Regions from separate parts of the Mus musculus genome. Here all the other regions are linked to region 1. A link is a contact called in public Hi-C and HiChIP or PLAC-seq data. All regions are on one chromosome and are shown on one strand. The core of a region is the stretch at or near the end of the contact, and the rest is flanking DNA. Distances in the headings are between cores, read along the strand shown. Region 1 overlaps Slc29a3 (solute carrier family 29 (nucleoside transporters), member 3). Region 2 overlaps Cdh23 (cadherin 23 (otocadherin)). Region 3 overlaps Cdh23 (cadherin 23 (otocadherin)).

The links. A called contact is a pair of places that touch in the nucleus more often than the background predicts. HiChIP or PLAC-seq counts read pairs in DNA pulled down with a chosen protein or histone mark.
Region 2: a contact with region 1 is called in an H3K27ac HiChIP or PLAC-seq map of microglia, with 5 times the contacts expected there. The contact joins two enhancer-like sites. A contact is called at or near these places in 5 of 39 promoter capture datasets (the C10 cell line, cranial neural crest, frontonasal cranial neural crest and 2 more), 1 of 484 Hi-C or Micro-C datasets (bone marrow-derived macrophages), 4 of 115 datasets of contacts at active chromatin or transcription factors (bone marrow-derived macrophages, embryonic basal ganglia, microglia and 1 more) and 4 of 9 other capture datasets (adipose tissue, embryonic stem cells, liver and 1 more).
Region 3: a Hi-C map of bone marrow-derived macrophages shows a contact between it and region 1, with 21 read pairs. The contact joins two enhancer-like sites. A contact is called at or near these places in 12 of 39 promoter capture datasets (the C10 cell line, the HPC-7 cell line, cranial neural crest and 9 more), 3 of 484 Hi-C or Micro-C datasets (bone marrow-derived macrophages, colorectal tumor organoids and embryonic fibroblasts), 8 of 115 datasets of contacts at active chromatin or transcription factors (the HPC-7 cell line, bone marrow-derived dendritic cells, bone marrow-derived macrophages and 5 more) and 2 of 9 other capture datasets (adipose tissue and pancreatic islet).

The regions. Positions count from the first base shown.
Region 1 is chr10:60,737,865-60,742,909 of GRCm38.p6, forward strand. All of the region lies in intron 2 of Slc29a3 (solute carrier family 29 (nucleoside transporters), member 3), which reads right to left. Among named protein-coding and RNA genes, the nearest start is that of Slc29a3, 12 kb to the right of the region's middle. Within about 2 kb of position 1,922, at least 80 of the 459 cell types and tissues checked have an H3K27ac peak or open chromatin away from gene starts, as enhancers often do. A contact at or near this core is called in adipose tissue, bone marrow-derived macrophages and microglia, where this site is marked.
Region 2 is chr10:60,369,748-60,374,792 of GRCm38.p6, forward strand. The region is part of intron 39 of Cdh23 (cadherin 23 (otocadherin)); the gene reads right to left. It overlaps Vsir (V-set immunoregulatory receptor), which reads left to right. Exons shown (of 7, transcript NM_028732.4): 7 at 1-2,937. Among named protein-coding and RNA genes, the nearest start is that of Vsir, 25 kb to the left of the region's middle. Within about 2 kb of position 2,079, at least 103 of the 459 cell types and tissues checked have an H3K27ac peak or open chromatin away from gene starts, as enhancers often do. A contact at or near this core is called in adipose tissue, bone marrow-derived macrophages and microglia, where this site is marked.
Region 3 is chr10:60,405,491-60,410,535 of GRCm38.p6, forward strand. It overlaps Cdh23 (cadherin 23 (otocadherin)), which reads right to left. Exons shown (of 71, transcript NM_023370.3): 27 at 3,525-3,677; 28 at 1,885-1,998; 29 at 795-943. It also overlaps a transcript of Vsir not described here. Among named protein-coding and RNA genes, the nearest start is that of Gm17455, 8.3 kb to the left of the region's middle. Within about 2 kb of position 2,596, at least 7 of the 459 cell types and tissues checked have an H3K27ac peak or open chromatin away from gene starts, as enhancers often do. A contact at or near this core is called in bone marrow-derived macrophages, where this site is marked.

The DNA.
Region 1 (5,045 bases), core at 672-3,171:
CTATCTTGGGCTATGAAGATAGCCCAAGGTCAACATGAACTGAGACTAAATCTGTTCTCCAAAGAGCAAGGCTTCCCTAGCCTCTGTCCCTGTCCATACTTTATAGTTCCTTCCAGACGATCAGCAGAGCTCCCCAGTCTCCTGGAAGGCCCTACTTTCCCTGTCTGCATGGAGGCAGGAGCACTTCTTCTTCCCTCCCCACCAGAAGGGGAGCACTCCTTCTTCCCTCCCCATCACTGTCTCTCTTCCCTCTGCTGCCGAGCCATTGCACAAGACCGCCTGACTCCCAATTTCTGTTGGCTGGCTCTTCCTTCTCTGTGGGTCAAGAGCTTTAAAAAAAAAAAAAAAAAAAAAAAAAAAAAAAAAAAAGCCAGGCGTGGTGGCCGCACACCTTTAATCCCAGCACTCGGGAGGCAGAGGCAGGTGGATTTCTGAGTTCGAGGCCAGCCTGGTCTACAAAGTGAGTTCCAGGACAGCCAGGGCTATACAGAGAAACCCTGTCTCGAAAAACCAAAAAAAAAAAAAAAAAAAAAAAAAAAAAAGGTACTTTGACCTCACTGCCCCCCTCCCCGCCAGCTCTTTACTTCCTTTTTCTTAGCACTCCTAGAAAGCCTTGGCTCTGTCCTCCCTGTAGGGAGCTCTGCCTGCCTTCTTCCCAAGCTGCCATGGGAAACTGTTCCTGCATGGGGTCCCAGCCCCCCCCCCCCCCCAGCCAGGTCATCTCTAGCCTCATGCTTCTGACATCATCTGTTACACCTTCCACAGTGAGTCCAGGAGTCCCGCTCTGATCTAGGGTAGCCTTAGGGCCCTGGGGTGAGCCCTGATTTGGAAAGGAAGTCTTGGATCTTCCTTCCTTGAAGGGAGGTAAACTTCATATCCAAAGCATAGGGCACACATTAAAAGAGAGGCTGTGCACACGAGGTGGGGGAGGGGAAGGCAGACCCAGGGGTGCCAAGGGTCCTAAGACCCCAAAGGCTGCAAGATGTTCTTCCCCGGAGCCTTGGTTCCAGCCTCCCAGTTTGACAGGCTGTGGGGTTAGAGAGAAAGACCTGCCCCATCTGGGAGGCATCCACACGCACCTCCCAACCCTGTACAAGCTGATCTGTGCCCAGGCCTGTAGCACCAACACAGGTAGGCTAAAGCCAGTCTGAGGGCCAAGGGTGGCCCTCATCCTTCTGCAAACACAGGGATGTGGTCCCACCTGTCACTCCTGCCTGCGATGGTAGCTTTACTGAGTATCCTGGGGCCCGGCAAGCCTGAAGTATTTGATCTCTGTATCAGGGACCTCACAGGATGATTTTACAGGCTGGCCCTGTCTCATCTCATTTTACACACACATATATACATGGGTGGTATGTGTTCTTATGGGTATTTATGAGTGTGAAGGTCAGAGGGCAATGCCAGGTGTTCATTTTATTTTTGAGTCAGGGTCTCCTGCTGAACCTGGAGGTCACAGATTTGGCTAGACTGGCTGGCAAGCACCCTGGATTCCCTCAAGGCTGCAGTTACACGCACGTACTGCTCATGTGGGATTTTTATGTGTGTACTGGGACTCTGACCTCAGGTCCTCATCTCTCCTGCCCTCATTACTCTTTTTTTGTTTGTTTGTTTGTTTTTGTTTTTCAAAACAAGGTTTCTCTGTATAGTCCTGGCTGGCCTGGAACTCAGAGATCCACCTGCCTCTGCCTTCCGAGTGCTTGGATTAAAGGCGTGCGCCACCACCACCTGGCTAATGTCTTCACTTTTAAAGATGGACACAAAGCTCCTCTTCACTAATAAGAGTAAAACCCACAAACCAAGGCTGGCTCTCCCAAACCATGATCCTCCTGCCTCAGGAGGAGGTATAACACAGCAGTGTGCTTTCTACCCACCCCACTCCACCCCTGCCAAGCTTTCTCTAGGCCCCAGTAGGACAAGCCAACATCTCTCCTGTTCCTCTTTCTATTCCTCCCGCTCCGGAAACAGCCAGCCAAACAGTGGCTGGGGGGTGGGGGGCACAGAAGGAAGGACCAGAGAAAAAGGAGCCTGAGAAACACACACACACACACACACACACACACACACACACACCAGAGACAGTCACTATGAGTGTCCAAGTCTGCTTGTCTCTCTTCTTCCTAAGCCATGGGGACATTGGAAGGTGGCCTTAGAAAACCCCTATAACTCATTTAGCCATGTCTACACAGGGCAGCTTCTATAGACCCTAGGTGGGGCCCATGTATCTGAGGGACAAGGGCCATGCCTGAGACATGGCTGTTCAGGGCCTCTCTGCTAGCCCTGCCAGGTGCTTCCTCCTACACACACAGCGTTTCCATTGTGGCCACAAACTTCTCTGAAGATTCATGTGGTGGTCAGAGCTACAGGTTGTGACCGTATTCAGGTGCACACACATGTGTACACTCATTCACATACACACTCACACACAGACACACACACATACTCATACACACACACACAGACACACACACATACTCATACACAGCAGACACATACTCATACACAGACACATACACACACTCATATAGACACACACACTCACACAGACATACATACACACAAGACATACTCACTCAGACACATACACACACAGACACATTCACACAAACACAGATATAGACACACAGAGAGACACACTCATACACAGACACATTCACACAAACACACATGTAAACACAGAGATACAGACAGACACACACATACACTTCACACAGACACACTCACTCACACACAGACACACAGAGACACACTCATACACTCACGCAAACATGTACAGACACACACACAGACTCACATGGACACACAGAGATATACTCACTCACACATAGACACATAGACACCAACACAGAGAAAGACATACACACACACAAACACACACACACACTCACGCTCACACACCACTGACAATCTAATGGAAACCCAGACCCTCCACTGTCCCTGCAGAACTTTCTCAGCTGAAGACTGCCCTTAGGAGAAGTACTCTGGGGCTGGAGAGACGGCTTAGTGGTTAAGAGCACTGACTGCTCTTCCAGAGGTCCTGAGTTTAATTCCCAGCAACCACGTGGTGGCTCACAACCATCTGTAATGGGGTCCAAAGCCCTCTTCTGGTATCTGAAGAGACCAACAGTATACTCACATATATAAAATAAAACAAATCTTAAAAAAGAAAAGTACTTTGAGTTTGTACAAAGCCTCTAATTGGCTTTGCTCTCCGCTCACTCACAACGATGAACCACATTAAAAAGACATCGACCTCCAGGCGGTGGTGGTGCACGCCTTTAATCCCAGCACTTGGGAGGCAGAGGCAGGTGGATTTCTGAGTTCGAAGCCAGCCTGGTCTAAAAAGTGAGTTCCAGGACAGCCAGGGCTATACAGAGAAACCCTGTCTCGAAAAACCAAAAAAATAAATAAATAAATAAATAAATAAATAAATAAAAAGACATCGACCACTTTGGCCCAGGCTTCTTTCTATCAATCATGCTGGGGAGATTGCCTCTAGAGTCTAAAGATATATGCAAAAGGAAATAACATCAAAGACAGACAGAGAGAGGTGGGGGAGAGGAAGGGATGGATGGGCCTGAGCGGCCAGCCGTACAGATGGAGCCCAGGATGGTAAGCAGGTGGGAAGAGATAAAAAAGGGAGGGAGAGCTGCAGAGGGGGCCAGAGCTGTGACTGACAGCTTCACAGGAAGCAGAACAAAAGGGGGAGGGGCGTCACAGGTGGGGGAGGGGCATCACAGTGGGGGAGGGGCATCACAGGTGTTAGACACTGGGAACCATGCTGGCTGGACTGTGGTTAGTGACAGAGGGTAGACAGGGGAACTTACAAAATGACTCAGTTTTGGTTCTGGGTTTTCACAAATGGCTTACAGCAGCCATCCACGCAGGCCGAGCAATGGGTAGCTGGCATGGAGTGGGGCAGCTGACCCTTACGCCTGATGGCCACCTACCCGAACTCTATGGCCAATATCTAGAGTCCCTAGCAGCCTCCTGACCACTGCTATCTCCTTTTGAGAAGTGGCCGGGCTCAGGCAGGTGCCTTAGTTCTCTTTGGAGTGTGTGAAGGGTGAGGGATAGCTAGGATTTGATTTTTTAAAAAGTTCATGACCCAACAGACTATCCCTCTTCCATTTGAGAAGAAATCTATGTCAAGAAATCTGTCTCTCTCTAGGACAGTCGTGTCTCTATACTGGGAACAGTCATCTTGCAGCTCTGGTCCCCCTGACAGCTGGCCACATCTGCACCTTGGGAGGCGAGTCTGAAGGATAGGGCTAGGAGCTAAGTATTCAACAGGTACCCTACCTAACACGAATGTGGGCTGCAGCCCTGTTCATCTGAGCAGCCACCAGCAGGTTCCTCACACATACCCACGCCAACTGTGAGAAGAGGACACATGGTCCTCACTCCTTACAATGACAGGAGGCGTTTACATTATAGGCCACAGCCTGTGACTGGCTAGGAAGCAATGGAATGGATTCAGGCCAGAGTTCCATCTTACCCTATTTTCTGTTTGCCACCTGCCTTTCTTACTGTGGTGGTTTGTATATGTTTGGCCCAGGGAGTGGCACTATTGGAAGGTTTGGCCTTGTTGGAGTAGGTGTGGCCTTGTTGGAGTAGGTGTGGCCTTGTGAGAGTAGGTGTGGCCTTGTTGTAGTAAGTGTGTCACTGTGGGCGTGAGATTTAAGTTCTTTCTCCCAGCTGCCTGGAAGTCAGTCTTCTCCTGTTTGCCTTCTGAACAAGATGTAGAACTCTCAGCTCCTTCCTCACCATGCCTGCCTGGATGCTGCCATGCTTCCTGCCATGATGATAGTGGACTGAACCTCTGAACCTGTAAGCCAGCCCCAATTAAATGTTTGCCTTTATAAAAGTTGCCTTGGTCATGCATGGTATCTGTTCACAGCGGTAAAACCCTAAGATACTTAACAATGTACCATTTTCTGGGGCCCTCTCCTCTGGCCTCCCTTTTTTTCTCTTTAAATTTTTTAAAAAATGTATTTATATTGAGAGAGAGAGCCACATGCATTCCACAGAGGCCAGAAGAGGGCATT
Region 2 (5,045 bases), core at 829-3,328, 370 kb before region 1:
GCAAAGGTGACCGACCTCCACAATGTCCTAGTGATGCTGGACCATTTCTAAGTGTGAAAGAGATGCTATTAAAAACAGTATGTGGCAATGGCTGCCAACAGCTGAGTGGACTGGAGGCACTGGCTTTAAGGCCCTGGAGGTGCAGGGCCCGGTATGGGGATAGGGATGGGAGTTTCAGTGAGGGCCTAGGGATCACTCCGCTTCTGACCACTCTTCTTCTGAGCCTCACCTCAGGGTGACCTTCAGGCACACAGAAGAGCTTGCCCCTGGTCCGATACTACTCTTGGCTCTCATCTCCAGGGTTTGGCATGACCTGGGCACACAGGGGGAGTCTTCAGAAAGGATTTTAAAGCATGAAAAGAAAGGGTAGTTCTTGTGAGGTAGGGATGGGCAGCTGATGTTTGAGAGTGAGGAGGGATACGGCTGGGCAGATCACTCTCCAGTCTCTAGAGGGAAAGTAGCTCTAAGTCTGGGAGAGCAGCAGCCCAGTGGTACCATATGTCTTCTTGCAGCTTCCACTGGCTGGGCTGAACTGGGCATGGGTAGGAAAGCTCCTGTTCTGGGCCTGCAGCCAGGGAGAACCCCATTCATTCCCTGAGGACAGATGGGTGGGGAGAGAAGAGAGAGTTTCAGGCCGGGAAGCAGCAATAAGCTATCTGCTGGGGACCCAGACAAGTTGTCTGATGAGGTCCAAGATGTGGGATGCCAGTTATACCTGGGGCTTGGGGATCCTTAGAGGCTTTGTATCATCATCATAGGAGTGTCGGGGTGGCCAGGGCATCAAAGCCATGACCCCTGTTTTATCCTCAGGGTCCACTCTTCTGCACCATCCATTGCTCTAGATCTATGCAGTTACTATAGACAGAATGTGTTGTTCTGTTTGGCTTTGGGGATAATGGCCTGGCGAACTGCCAGCTGTTCAGTGGCAGGGCTGTGAGGCCAGTCAAAGACTAGAACCCACAGACCAGCTGAACGATGAGTATAGCCTGTCCCCTGGGGGAGCCTGACCTGTCTCCAGCCCTAAGCTTCAGACCTCACCACTCAGATGACTTCTAAGAATTTGCCTGTGGGGACCCCTGCATGGCTGCAGCTCCGTGGAAAGGAGAGGAGGCCCCCAGCAGAAGAACCACTCGCTTCCTGCCCAGCTTCCTCCTGTAGGGCTCTAAGTCTCTTCTTCTTGGGACCCTGCAAGCAAAGGCATGTCAGCTTGGTGGTTTCCTGTTTTGGGTGAAGTTTTGTGTGGTCCGGGTTCTGTCTACATCCATGAACTTGGGTGCTACCACCTTGCTGCTGCTGTAGAGACAGCTGCAGGATCTTAGGGTGGAAAATGGAGGTGCCCTGAGGTGCTAGCCCTTGGGGCAAAAGATGGGGTGGCAATGAGACACAGTGGGGAACTGAGTTCCCCAAGAGGAGGGAGGAGCCCTGTAGCCTCAAGGGCCATATTGGGTTCCTGGTACCAGCAAAAGCCTAGAGAGCGAAGTCTGTATTTTGAGGAGGTAATTGATCCTTACGGAATCCATCAGAAATTTGGAGCGGGTGCTTTATCTATCTCTGGAGGGTCTCTACCTATCTCCGATGAAGCTCTCCCTGGGCCTGGGATGGGAGAAACCAGGAGGAAAGGTGTCTGATAAAGCAGGGGCTTCTTGACAAGCCAAAGGGCCACTGGTAGCTGTTGTGGACCGAGCTGACCCTGCTGAAGTATTGTAGTGTGCCTTGGACCAACTTCTCAAAAGAGCAACCCCGGGGCTACCCTACTTCTGCCAGGAAGAGGCGGAGAAGGGGCTGAGAGGCCTGGAAGGGGCTAGCTCCTTCTTTGAGAACTGCTCCCCGGAGGACTTGGAGGAGGCGGCTAGGCTACGGGCTGCTGAGGGCCCTTTGTCTTTCCTAACCTGGGCACTGTTAGGATGCTCCCTCCTGGAAAAGGCTTTCCTGGGTGTGAGCTAGAGCAGTGTCCATGCCAGCGCTGAACCTGCCATGGTGGGAGCTGAACTAAAAATTTCTCAGGGAACTAAAATAGGCAAAAGAGGAACTGGGGGAGGAGGGTGCCAGGCAGGATGGGGGGAAGGGAGGGCAGTGCAAAAGTCTCTTGAAACACAGACAGCCCAGCTGAGTGCCAGTCCCAGATCACAGAGAATACGGCTCATCTGGCTCATGTTCTGCATGCTTGCTGCTTTACCCTGGCACTTTCCTTCTCCACCATGAGTGCGAGTCCTGGGAGTCCTGGGAGGGTGAGGATTAATGCCAGCCTGGGGAGCAGATAGCTGACAGAGTCCTTGGGTAACTGGCTTGAACCAGGACCTCAGGATTCCACTCTGGGGATCTAGCTTTGTCTGGGCCAGTGAAGATCTCTATAATGGCATTATTGCCAGGGGATAAACATTTCACTGGGTTCTGATCTGTTGGGTGTGGCTTCCTGGAAAATATGGTGAGAGGAATTCTGCTAAGGATACAGTTGATAAGAAAGTTCTGAGATTGATTAGTAATGCCTGCCTTGGACTCAGGAAGGGAAGTGGCAGTATGAATGCCATGTCTTAATCATTTTGGTTAAAATATGCTTCCCAAAAGATTTCCACGTGTGTTCTTGTTTATTTGACATCTGTCTCCATATCAGTCTTGAAAGCCTTTCTGTGTGTATATATATGATGTTTGCGTGTATATATGTTTTTGTGTGTGCATATGGAAGTCAGAAATCACTGGGTGTCTTCCTCCATTCCTTTGCAATGTATGTTTTTTTTTTTTTTACGATTTATTTACTATATGAATGTTTTGCCTGAATACATGCATAGGTGTCACGTACATGCCTGCTGGAACGCTTGGAACTGGAGTTACAGGTGGCTATGAGCTACAGTGTGAGCACTGGGAATCAAACCTGGGTCTTCTGCAAGAGCAACAAATTAAAAGTCAGCTCTTAACTACTTGAGCTATTTTTCCAACTCCACCATTGTGTATTTTTAGCATTTATTTTAAAATTTTATGTGCATGTTTTTTGTTTGTTTTGTTTTTTTGTTTGTTTTGTTTTGTTTTGTTGCCCTGCATGTCTCTAAGAGCATCACATGTATGCTAGGCACCGGTGGAGGCCGGGAGGGCAATGGATCACTTGGGAATGGAGTTAGGGAATAGATAGTTGTGAGCTGCCATGTGGATCCTCTGTAAGTAGAGCTGAGCTGACTCGTTAGTGTTCCACTTTCTTTTCGGCAGACCCTTCAGTGAATCTGGAGCTAAGCACCGAGCTCTGGGGACCTGCCTGTACCTGTCCCACCCTACCCCGAACTGCTGGGGTTATAGACTACACGCGGCCTGTGGGTGCTGGGAATCTGAACTCTGGTTCCTCATGTGTGCGTGCCAAGCACTGTATCTGCTGAGCCTCCTCCACCCCCAAGCAAGAGTCTTTACCATCCCTGTTTAATGCAGAAGGAAATGGTGGTTCTGAAAGGCACATGTTTTGTGGCTGGTGGGACTAATGTTGGTTCTCTTGCCTCTCAGGCCTAGCTCCTTTCCTGTCATTGAACCAAACAGCCTTCTTGTCCATTAACCTGCTATCACCTTCAACTTGTACATGCTGGGCTGCTGAGAGATGAACTTGACCCCACAAGTTTACTATTACATTCAAGCCATACCAGGAATATATTCTTATTTATGCTCTGTCTTCTCTGGCCTTCTCACAGCTAGTGTGGGGGCTTCTTCTACACCCCTACTATGCCCCTTTCCTGCCTGGGGATTTTTGGTAGACACAGAGTCCCTGCACTGTACCTGTTTGCATCCGGGAAAAGGTAAGGGAACAGAGACCTTGCTCTGACCGTGAACCCTAGAAGCCCAGCCAGTTGTGTGTCAACATCTGGGAAGTGGCAGAGTGTCTCCCAACAAGCAAGCTGACTTGCAGGTGCTGCTTGAACGACTGCCCATCCTGTTCTCCTGCAGCATATTTGATTAAAAACACAAGTAATTAGAAAGGTCAGCGTGGTTACTCTTGCTGGCCCGGGACAGATAAGCCTGCCTGATGTGAACACATGGAAATGGTTAGGGTAGGGGTGGGGTGGGGAGTGGGCAGAGCCTGGGAAGCTAGGGTCCTGGCTGCAGAGGCTCACTTTACAGAATGTGATGAACTGCTAGGGCGGTGTTCCCAGCTCACAGCCCACCTTAGAGCCACTGCCAGGGCCTGGGAACTGGGTGCGTACAGATTTTCTCCCCTGTAACCAGGGAAGTCAGGGTTATCTGGGACTGTGGGATGGTATTTCCTGCTGCTGGCTGTCATTCATATGTCAAAGAGGCCACCCTCTCTCCTAAATCTCCTGCCAAGGTGCCTCAGGGTCAGGGCTCTCCCCTGACCTCTTCATTGCCTTTCGTCCTTCCTCCCTGGACCCAGCCCTTCCTCCTGCAGGGCCCCTTGATGGCCACTTGGGCCTTGCCATAGTTCTGTCCTTCCTGCCTGTGGCTTGGAGCTAACAGAAGTCCCAAGCAATACAATGGTTTCCTCTGGCCGGGTGGCGGGTCATTGTGTGGCAGGTCTAAGGCTGGCCCAGCTGGTCCGTGCAGCCCAGCTGTTCCTGGCCTGTATGATACAGGCTAAAGGCTGTGGATAGGAATGTCCGGCTTTGGGAGGTGAAGGGGTATTGCCCACAGAAGAAAGAAGGGGAGGGGTTTGGACATAGGGGTTCCCCTGGGATACTGGGAACTTCTTGGCAGCTGATTCCTAAGCCCTATGCTACAAATAACATCCGTGGGCTGGTGAGATGACTCAGTCGGTAGAGACACTTGTAAACAAGACTGATGATCTGAGTTCAAACTTCCACGTGGTGGAAGGAAAGAACCAGTTTTGGTAAATTGTCCTATGATCTTCACGAGCATCCTATGTGTGCCCATACACATGCTCCCTCCACCCACAGAATAAATAAATCAGCCTAGAAATCCTTCCTGGTCCCTGGCTCTGAGCTCCCACAGTCCTGGGTCACATCATGCACAGAGCATCAGTTTTGTCCCGTTTTTTTTTTTTTTTTTTTTTTTTTTTTTTTTTTTCCTGCAGGCCTGGGGCTGTCTGTCTGTGGTTT
Region 3 (5,045 bases), core at 1,346-3,845, 330 kb before region 1:
CCAGAGGAAGGGACCCATTTCCTCCCTCCTGGAGCCAGATGCTGGATGCCTCTGGTCTTCCTGGAATCTATTGAGAGTCTTTCTGAGCCTCTCCTGACAACTGACAGTGCCCACACGGGGAGGTAGACACATTCCCACTTCCTACTCTTCTTTTCCCACTGAGCCAGAAAACAGGCCGTAGTGGCAGGCCCATCTTTGCTGAGTTGGCTTACCCTTAGGATGAGTCAAAACACTGAGGCTGGTGAAATGGGCCATTCATTCCCTGTCTTCCCTCCCAGCAACTGAGAGCCCCCTTCCCTCTCCGTGTGTGTGTGTGTGTGTGTGTGTGTGTGTGTGTGTGTGTGTGGTGTGCTTCATTTTTAGGGTCCTCCTCCCTCTGGGCCTTTTAGCTGTGGCTCCTATACTGGGCCAAGGAGCTCTTCCTTTTGCCTGCTTCCTTCCAAGAGGGGAGCCTGGCCAACAAGCCGTGAAAGCAGCTCTGTTCTGGCCTTGCTGAGCCCTGGCTCTCGCGCTCTCTCTCCTTGATTCCTTTCCAGGAAACAGCTACTTTCCTCTCTCCACTGCTTTGAAAGGCTCTGGGGGACGCCAAGGTGAGCCAGGGCCCTGTCCTCAGCTAACACAGACTGTGGCCCATTCTTCTCAGAAGGGAGGAGGGACCATTTTTCTTCAAGTACAAGCCACTTCCAGCCCACCCTTGGATCCCTGCTGTCCCCACCCCTTATAGTATGATGCTATCGAGTATGAATACTCTCAGGGCTGAGCAGAGCCCTGCCTGGTCCTAGCTTGCCACCTACCTGCACAATGCTGTGGCCTTCTGGGATGTCTTCGGGGACACTGGCCTCATAGCTGCTTTGCAGAAAGATGGGCCGGTTGTCATTCACATCCAGAACTGTGACAAACACGGTGGCTGTACCCGTGCGCCTCTTGCCTACAGGGCCATTGTCTGTGGAGGGTGAGGGGTGAAGAAAAGGTATTAGAAGCTCTGTATGCCAGGCCATCAGCCAGAGTTACACAGTCCTTCATCTGCCTCAAGGGATGGTGGCTCACTGCCCTTCTGGACCATCAACACCACTAACGATATCCTGGGGCTGACATAATGCCACATCCCAGGGAGAGCCTTGTCTGGCTCATTCAGTCTTCACAACAAGCTAGGGAAGCAGGCAGGATTCTCCATCCCAATGCACAGCTGAGCTAAGCAGGGCACTAAAGAAGGTGGGATGAACGGTCAGATCCTCAGAGCCTAGGCACACTATTCATTTCATAAAAGGGGCCTATGGAGACATAATTAAGTTGAAGATCTTGAAGGGAGGTCAGTCCCCCTAGCCATTTAACCAGTGATTCAGTGACTTAGAAGGTTCTGTACTCTGATCACAGTGCGTGCCTGTAGCTCCTCAAGGAAAGCCAAGGCAGGAGGATTATTAGAGACCAGTTATTTGAGTATTGCTTGTCTCAAAAACCAACCACCAGCAAAGAGAAGGTCAGGTGAGGGGTGGGGCATGAGCCAAGGAACCCCAAGGCCACGGGACCTGGAGGAGCAAGGAAGAGTTCTTCCCAGAGGCTGGGGGTGGGGTTCGGGGTGTCTGTAGCTCTGCCCAGGGCATGGAATCCAGTCTCCTCCTGGCCACCTTCTGATGAAGACATTTTTTCTTTCCAGCAGAGTGGCCATGAGTCTACTTATTGGCCTGCATGTGGCTTTACCCTTCTTTATAGTTGGGAGCACATGATAGCCACTGAGGGGTAGTCACTCACCCCACAGTGCCCTGTGAGTGTGGGGGCCTTTCTTCACTAGCCTCGGGGCAGAGGGTTGACTCTAAGCCGGGCTCCCCAGGGTAAACTCTGCCTGGAACAGCCATGTGGGCAGTGTGCACGACAGCTAGCACTCACCTATGGCCTCCAGCACCAGTGTGTACGCAGCCGTGGTCTCACGGTCCAGGCCGACTACGGTTCTCACCACGGCATCACGGTAGCCCACACTAAACTTCCCATCCACGTTTCCCGCTGCAGGCAGAAGAGAAGGAAGACTTGGGTTGTTCAGCAGAGTTCTACAAAGTGACGCACCATGACTCTCCTCCTGAGTGGGAACCTGCACAGGATCCCTCAGAGGATGCTCTTACAGGTAGAGGGTGCAGCTTGTATGAGCACCTACTGTGTGCCAGGCACTCCAATTATGGACTAGTTCCTTTAACCTCCACTTGATCTGCAGTTCTGTATCCTGTCCTGTGCTCCTCCTGTATGTTCACTTTGGAGCGTGGGTCCTGCCCATGTTGCCCTAGCATCTCTCCCAGAGGAGGCTGAACAGCTGACCTGGGTAAGGGACATTTTACACATGGCTCAGGCCTGACTGGGGTACAAGTGTGAATTTCCCAGGACCCTCATCTTTAGGGATAGTGAGGGGCTGAAAGGACTACAGCTCTCTAGGCGGGAATTCAGAATGGCATAGAGGAGCATGTGGACAGGAGACAGGTGGGCTTGGTGTCCTTGAGTGGCGGTCCCCTTGTTGGGTGGAGCCAGGGAAGGGACTGTCTGAGACCAGAGAGGGAGAGACGCCGCCTGTGTGAGCAGGCTGCAGTACAGCACTCTAGCCAGCAGAGGGAGCCATTGTACTGTGCTCGGAACAACTGGTTACAGAGATTGACAATCTAGAAGGGCTCAAGGCAGGTGAGCAGGTAGAGTCCCTTTACAGGTGCTCTTTACATGGCTTGCCTCTGAGAGGAAAGACCCAGAAGGTTCCTCCCAGTCTAATGTGTCTTCTGCAAGAGACAGAACCCAGTTCTGCATGGGGCAGGCAGGAAATAAAGAGCAATTAGTGTTAGCGGCAGAAGCTCTCGGTTGATGTCATGTGGGTGCCTCACCAACTATGGCTTCCTGGGATGGTCTTTGGGCTAGGAGGTGGGAGTGAAGAGGAAAGGAGGGGAGAACCTGGGATCCCTTGCTGCTGAGGAGAGGTGACAGGGAGGGTAGTGTGTATGCTGCATATGTGTACAGGTATGTACACATAGATGTAGTATAGTGTGACGTGGCTTCAGGTGGCTCGTAAGCAGAAAGAAGGTGGGTATGGGAGGGTTACAGGGATGTGTGTCCTAGTGCCTGTCAGGTGGGTCAGGCATCAAAGAAAGAGGAAAACGGTTATAGCTCGTGAGGTGACAACCATAGAGCATGTTTGTCTTTTCCCACGGGGTCTACCTCCGTGGCAGGTTCACTTTCTCCAGAGAGCCAGGACAGGGCCTTATCAGCTTTAGCCACAACTCTATTGAACATGTTCCAGCCCAAACCAAACCCATCTCAACCAACAGATTTTATGAGTCCCCGAGGAGGGATGAAGCCACATTCCTGTAGTGACTGCCTTCTGAAGTGGGGTGAAGGGACGCCCCAGGCAACACTCTGTCCCCTCTGCCCATGCCCAGCACACCTTCAGCCTCAAAACTCCCAGCAAGCCCTTGGGGGCGGGGGGGGGCAAGGAAGTTGAGGCTGATTGCCACCCCCTCCCCCTGGTCCAGGTCCCTGCCAGGCAGCAAGGGCCGTACCTGTGATGAAGTAGCTGAGCTCCGCATTGAGGCCCACGTCATTGTCTGTGCAGTTCAGCCAGACCACGCGGAACTCACGGGGAACGTCCTCAGACACGGACACGTTGTACACGGCAGGGAAGAAGGTGGGAGTCTCATCGTTCACATCCAACACTGAAAATTGAAGGGACACGCTAGCCCAGGCCCTGGCTCCTGCTGTAGATGGCTGGGGCCATACTGCAAGGGTTTCCAAGGTGGGTTGTGGGCTCCAGGGGGGCTTATGTGTCAGTGTTGTCTGGTTATGAGTCCAGGAGGCCTGTATGGTGGCTAAGTCATCTAGGTTCAAACTGACCAGAGCTAGCACTCCCCCTACCACACTATCTATCCCTGACTGTCAGACTGAGAGGAGCACAGAGCATCCCCACCCCCAGGAGGCACTTAACAACAACAACAACAACAATAGCAACAACAGCAATGTGGCTGTCTTACACAGTCCACAGCCACGCCTCTCCTCCCAGCATCGTTCTGAGGTGGGCATTACCAGCCACACTCTAGGTGGGAGGACAGAAGCCCAGAGCAGTTGGATAACTTGTCTACAGTCACATAGCAATACAATGGAGGGGTCATGGTCTTGGGGAACTCGATCATAGATGGAGGGAGGGATTTGGGGGATCCTAGGAAGCTGGCTCTGAAGTTTATCCTTTCTAAAAACTTAATTTCCCTTAAATATTTGTGTGTCCAGCCTTCACAGCTGGCCACTCCTCCTTGGGTATACGGGGCTTAGGGTGACCCTTACAAGTGACATGGCCTCCCCTGCTCTCTGTTGGTATCGCTGGGAGAGGTGACAGGCCATTGTTACTATCTATGGTTTTTGCTGAGCTTGGAAGAGGTTCTTTGAGGGTCCTCTTTGAAGAGGAAGTCACCTCATACTGATTATTTGGTGATGAAGTAGGCCCCCAAACTGGCTCCTGCCATCAATAAGGGGGTCTTGTATCCATAGGAGAGAGGACAGCTGGCTCTGAGACCCTTGCTATGCCAGGTCTCGACTGAGGAGGACCAGGCTGTGTGTCTGTGTTAGGCTCACTGCTGGTCTCTTTCCATGCACCCTCTGGATAGAGAGCCAGGGCGGCCATGCCAGGTTAAGCCCTGCACGTATGTCCTCAGGCTCGTTCCTGCCTCCATCCACACACTGTCAACGTCTCCATCTTTCTCAGAGCTAAAACCCATACAGATGGGAAATTGTATTTCATCATGCAGGTGGGCATAATGGCATTTGGCCCCAAGGGGTGAAGAATCTGGGAGTGGAGGCTCCTAGCGACCCTCTCCCTATACCCTTCCTATCCATACCCATCACATCCATACCCTTCCATAGGAAGCCCTATGATTCCACACCCATAGAACAGGGGGTCTTCTTTACATCTGAATAAGCACTGGCTTTCCTAAGATGACAGGCTTGCTTAGAACAGCATCAGCTCTGACCCTCTTTGTAGCTCCTGTGATGGGAGCTTAGGAGGGAGAAGAGCCTTGGTGGGGCTCTGGGCT